2 separate regions of the Mus musculus genome follow, and region 1 is linked to region 2. Evidence: chromatin contacts called from public HiChIP or PLAC-seq data. All regions are on one chromosome and are shown on one strand. Each heading gives the region's core, a stretch centred on a gene start, on an enhancer-like site or on the middle of the called end of the contact. The rest is flanking DNA. Distances are from core to core; before and after follow the strand shown.

Region 1 (2,700 bases), core at 44-2,543, 86 kb before region 2:
GGGGGGATTCAACAACAATGCCACACAGCCAAACCATATTTCTGGATGCAGCAAATATTCTAACGTGACTGGAACCCTTTGACACAAACATTTTTGCAAAAAAAAGAAAATTACAAAATAAAGTCATTTAAATAAGATTTATAAGGACCGCTGGGAGACTCGGGAAGTCAGTACTAGCTTCTCCCTGACTTGTGGCGAACATCTCTAAGCAAAATGTTGAGAGACGGGCTTTTAAAAGAACCAAGGAAAGCTAACGGTTATCTCACAGCTCGGGAGTATCAAGCCTTTAATCACTACGACTGACTCCTGACACATTCTGCTTTTAAAGGGCAAGGGGGGGAAAAATCCCAAACAGGTAACGAGAAAGGACTGAACCTTTCAAGAACCCCTGGGCTTTCGTCTTAAAATTCTGGCCACATGGCTACTACCGTGTAAGAAAAAGAAGCGCTTTTCCAAACTGGAGCGCCTATGACATTCTCAGAATTACCTAGCTCAGGCGCCGCTCGAAACCAAGTGTCACGGCCTCTTAGTAGTCATTTTTTCCTTCAAATCCCGGCTCGAAGCATGCAGGTTGGGGATCGGGCGGGAGGCACCCCCCATACCTCGGCCCCTCGGCTCCGACTCCCGTAAAAGTTTGCTCCCGGCTCAGGTAACCCTGGGACTTGCACCCCGCCCTCGGCTCACCCCACCCCCTCGGGCGCGACCCGGTTATCAACACATCCCACAGGCCGCCGGGCGAGAGGCGGGCCAGGCCTGACCGCAGGCCTCGGGGGCAAGCACCGGGGTCAGGGGGAAACGCCTGAAACCCTTCGCCCGGACCGGGGCCGCGGACAGCGGCGGGCGGAGGCGGGAAAAAGCACCGCGAGACCGGCAGGCCGCACGGAGGACAGCGGACCGAGGGACCGGGGCACCGGAGGGGCTGAGAAGGATGAGCGACAGAGAGAGGAGGCGCCGCGGCGGGACTCAGGCCCGCGGCTGCGCGGCGGGCCGGAGCAGAAGCCGCCCCCGGCCCATCCCCACCCCCACCCTGGGGCCTCGGAGCAAAGACCCAAACTGCAGGCCAGGGCGCCGAGCCTGGACCCGGCCGAGTCCGGTCAGACCGGGACTCCCGGCCCCTCCCCCCCACGGGCCAGCGCGAGACTCACCAGGGCAGAGCTGGGGGCTGGCGGCCTGGCCCGTGAGAAGCAGCGCGAGGCGCTTTGAAAACGACAAGAAATGGCGCGCGCGCCACCCCCTCCCCCCCTCGCATGGACCGAGACGCGATCCCGGCAGCACGCGGGGTTTCCCGGAACTGCTTCCAGGGACTCCGTGCGGCCGACCAATCGGCCCACGAGACCGTATGACGGGCAGCTTGACGGGCCAATAAGAGAGAGGGGAAAGCGGCCCTCACGTCGGGGACTCCGAGGACCAATCGGTGTGGCCGTCGGGCTGAGCCAATGAGGGGTCTCAGCGCCACTGGCTGCGGCGCCTCCGGGGCGGGGGCATGCACACAAAGGGGTCTGTTGGTGGGAGCCCCTGGTAGTGGCGAGGCTGCGGGGCAGCGGGCCTTGCGTGGCCGAAGCTCCTCCCTCTTCTTCTACCACCGTTAAGAGGTTGAAAAATCTAGGCCTCCCGCCGCGTGGCCACCTCCGGAGCCCCGCCCCCTCGGGTCCCGGCGGCCACGCTCCGCAATGGCGCTGCTACCCCGCGCCGGAGTCCCTTATCTCCAATCCTCCCTCCCGCCGTTCTGAGCGTTAGGTCCCGAGCACACCCCATTCGCCACACGCTGGGCTCCATCAATAGATCATCTTGGCTCTAGTCAAAACACAACTTCAGGGTGACTTGACTCGTGTCGCTGGAGATTTCTCTGTAGAAAAGCATCCCTTAGAATGACTGGAGAAACTGCCTGTTTCCCTCCTTGGCTCTTCTCCTCACAGAATAACGTGGATCTGACTCAAGAGTGACGCTAACAGAAAGCAGGGACCCTTCGGAGTTTGGAGACTAGAGTAGGTAGGGTCACTGGATCAACGACTGAAAGCCAGGCAAGCGGGCAAAGGGTTCATTTCCAAGAAACTAATACCTGTTATTCATAAACCTCTCACCTGTCACTCCTGTCCCAACACTACCTCAGTGAAGAAGGTCAAGGGATCTGCTTCCAAACATATCTGGAGATCATGTTTCTCAAATCCTATAAACCAAAGTTTATTGTTAGTCTACCCATGCGTTTTTGAACGGACATGTGCAAAAGTGCACTTGATACGAACTTGATGGCCAATGTAGTAGTGCTGGGAGGTGGGGCCGGTAGTGGGAGGTGTTTCGGGCACTAGGACTCCACCCTCAAAGCATTAAAGCCGACTGATAGGCCTCCAGGCTGTGAGTTTGATGCCTGACTCTAGATCTTCTCTGCATCTTTTGCGCTTCCAGCGTAGGGAGACGGCCCTTATCCCCGCGTGCTCTCAATGTTGGACTTCCCTGCTTCCAGAACTGTAAATTGTAAAGCCTGTCCTAGGGGCTGGAGAGACGGCTCAAATGCAAGTTTAAAATCCTGACTGTGGCCCGGCAGTGGTGGCGCATGCCTTTAATCCCAGCACTCGGGAGGCAGTCAGGCGGATTTCTGAGTTCCAGGCCAGCCTGGTCTACAGAGTGAGTTCCAGGACAGCCAGGGCTATACAGAGAAACCCTGTCTCGAAACCCCGCCCCCCCACAAAAAAAAAACCTGAC
Region 2 (2,700 bases), core at 4-2,503:
TGTGGTTGCTGGGATTTGAACTCGGGACCTCCGGAAGAGCAGTCGGCGCTCTTAACCACTGAGCCATCTCTCCAGCTCCCAAATCTGAGGCATTTCTAGGAGGGTTCATCCATGCTCTATGAAGCAACTTCATTGCAGCCTTGGTTCTAAACATACTACTACATGAGCACCTTACATGGTGCTGTCTCACCACACAGAGTCAACAGAAGCAGCCCGAGACACCATGGTGCACCCTTGAGACTCTTGCACATTAGGGAATGCAGGGATCTTTACTGTATGTACAAAGTTTTCTGCTCTTTCAGAAACACAATGGTTTGACTACAGGAAACAAAGACTGAATAGTCTCCTACTATTTATTCCTCAGCATGCAGCAAATTAGTCCTCTCTGGGCCTGGAGAGATGGCTCCTGGTTCTCTTACACAGGACCCAAATCCAACTCTCAACATCCACACTAGAAGGCTCCCAACCAGCTGTCAGCCCAGCTCCAGGCGATCTAATGCTCTCCTCTGGCTTCCCCAGGTGCCTACACAGTGTGGCCAATGCATACAATCCACATACCCATAAATAAAAATCAAACAAAATCTTGGGATGGGAATAGTGATGCACACCTTTAATCCCAGTACTTGGGAGGCAGAGTCAGGAGGATTTCTGAGTTCGAGGCCAGACTGGCCTACAGAGTGAGTTCCAGGACAGCCAGGGCTACACAGAGAAACTCTCTCTTGAAAAACCAATTTTAGGGCTGGTGAGATGGCTCAGTGGTTAAGAGCACCGACTGCTCTTCCAGAGGTCCCGAGTTCACTTCCCAGCAACCACATGGTGGCTCACAACCATCTGTAATGGGATCCCATGCCCTCTTCTGGTGTGTCTGAAGACAGCTACTGTGTACTCATATAGATAAAAATAAATAAATCTTAAAAAAAAAAAAAGCTGGGCAGTGGTGGCGCATGCCTTTAAGGCAGAGGCAGGCAGATTTCTGAGTTCGAGGCCAGCCTGTTCTATGGAGTGAGTTCTAGGACAGCAGAGAAACCCTGTCTCAAAAACAAACAAACAAAAATCAATTTTAAAAAAATAGAAAAAGAAAAGTATTAAGGGAGGATTTCTGAGAGGAGCCTGGGAAGAGAAGGTGTCTGGGGAAAGGCAGAGGAGTTTCCAGGACACTGTAAGGACAACGGCGAACCAGGAGCATAGGTTCTGGGCTCCAGCATCACGCTGCGCATGCTCATAGGTTCTGGGCTCCAGCGTCTGTCACGCTGCGCATGCTCTGTGCCCAGAGGACTCAGCGCTCCCGGCCACACACACAGGAAGGAGGACATCGCAGTGACTACGTTACAAGGAAAATGTCCAGATTATTCAGTCATAAACAGGGTCAGAGTCAGAACTTAACCCAGGATAGGAGGCTATATCCAGGGTCCACATTCTGCCCACAGCAAGCAGACCCAGAGTATTGAGCACGGCTTTGATTCGTAGCCCAAAATCCTCAACTCCAACATCTGTACAAATTCTCTCACTGTCTCCTAGAAAGTAGGCGAGGAACCGGGAAGGAAAGAGGGAACTTGTCTCAAGAAAGGGAAGTTGATAGCAGTCCTCGGTTCCCAATGCCTGACACCCTCGAGCCTGTTCTGCACAAGGGAGAATTAGAAGTGGACTGGATGATCCCAGAGAGGTGGAAGTCAGCGAGACACAGACTTCAGCCCAAACAGGACGTTCCCAAGTTTCCTCTCTAGGGCGTGAGCTCTCTGCCACTTGACATAGGGACTCCAGTGCTGCAGAGACTGAGGCCCTGGATTCTACGTCAGAACAGGGAGGCGAAGGCTGGAAAAATGGCTCAGCAGGTAAGAATGCTCGTGCACAGGGCCTGATGAGCTGAGTCAGACCCCTGGATTCTACAAGGTGAGAGGGGGGAAAACTGACGCCCTGCAGCTGACCTCTGACCTCTACACTCCTGCTTTGATATGTACACTCGAAAAGATGCACACACACTCACGGGTACACTGAAACAGACAGACAGACAAATAAATAAATGCGTGAGATGGAAGGACTGGTGGCCACCTAGATTTCTCTCAACACTAAGAGCCAGTGCCTCTATGCAGAAACCTCCATAGGCACGGGACCAAGATGCGTGAAACACAGCACAAAAGAGATGTTTGAACTTGGAAGCCCAATGGAGTCCTTCAGGCAGCCTGGCCTGTCCAGCCCAAGAAAAGGGCTGAATTCCAACTACTGGTATTGTCCTTTGTGCCCCTCCCCCACCCGAGACACACACACACACACACACACACACACACACACACACACACACACACAAACTCTCCACCACTCTGGCTCTCAGCCTGTGCTTTCTGCCTGTGCAAAAGACCACAGATGGCAGCACCAGACCATGCCCAGATGCCCTGCCTAGAAAGGTCTTCTGCCTGCACCTCTCCTTGGGTCAGGATGCATCAATAGCACCCATTCTTCATCCCTGTGGCTCTGCGGTGCCAGCTGTGGTTACCATGGCAACCGAGCAAAGGGACAGAAAGCCCTGGGAGCTGTAGATTAAATTTCACTCCTTTGGACCAGTATAATACCAGGCCCAGACACCATTTTTGAATCTCCAGTGACCATTACGGCTATCACCAATCAGCAACCGCGGTTTTCCCACTGGCTCTGGGTTTGTCATTCTGCTGAGAGCTCTCAGGTACCCGCTGCCTGTAAACTCTT

The links. HiChIP or PLAC-seq counts read pairs in DNA pulled down with a chosen protein or histone mark.
Region 1: a contact with region 2 is called in an H3K4me3 HiChIP or PLAC-seq map of embryonic stem cells, with 37 read pairs. The contact joins the promoter of Hnrnpr here to the enhancer-like site in region 2. A contact is called at or near these places in 18 of 39 promoter capture datasets (the 3T3-L1 cell line, 3T3-L1-derived adipocytes, the C10 cell line and 10 more), 11 of 115 datasets of contacts at active chromatin or transcription factors (the SCID.adh cell line, craniofacial prominence, embryonic stem cells and 6 more) and 2 of 9 other capture datasets (adipose tissue and liver).

The regions. Positions count from the first base shown.
Region 1 is chr4:136,309,535-136,312,234 of GRCm38.p6, reverse strand. It overlaps Hnrnpr (heterogeneous nuclear ribonucleoprotein R), which reads right to left and starts at 1,293. Exons shown (of 11, transcript NM_001277121.1): 1 at 1,146-1,293.
Region 2 is chr4:136,223,829-136,226,528 of GRCm38.p6, reverse strand. All of the region lies in intron 1 of Asap3 (ArfGAP with SH3 domain, ankyrin repeat and PH domain 3), which reads right to left. Among named protein-coding and RNA genes, the nearest start is that of Asap3, 19 kb to the right of the region's middle. Within about 2 kb of position 1,253, at least 53 of the 459 cell types and tissues checked have an H3K27ac peak or open chromatin away from gene starts, as enhancers often do. A contact at or near this core is called in embryonic stem cells and oligodendrocyte precursor cells, where this site is marked.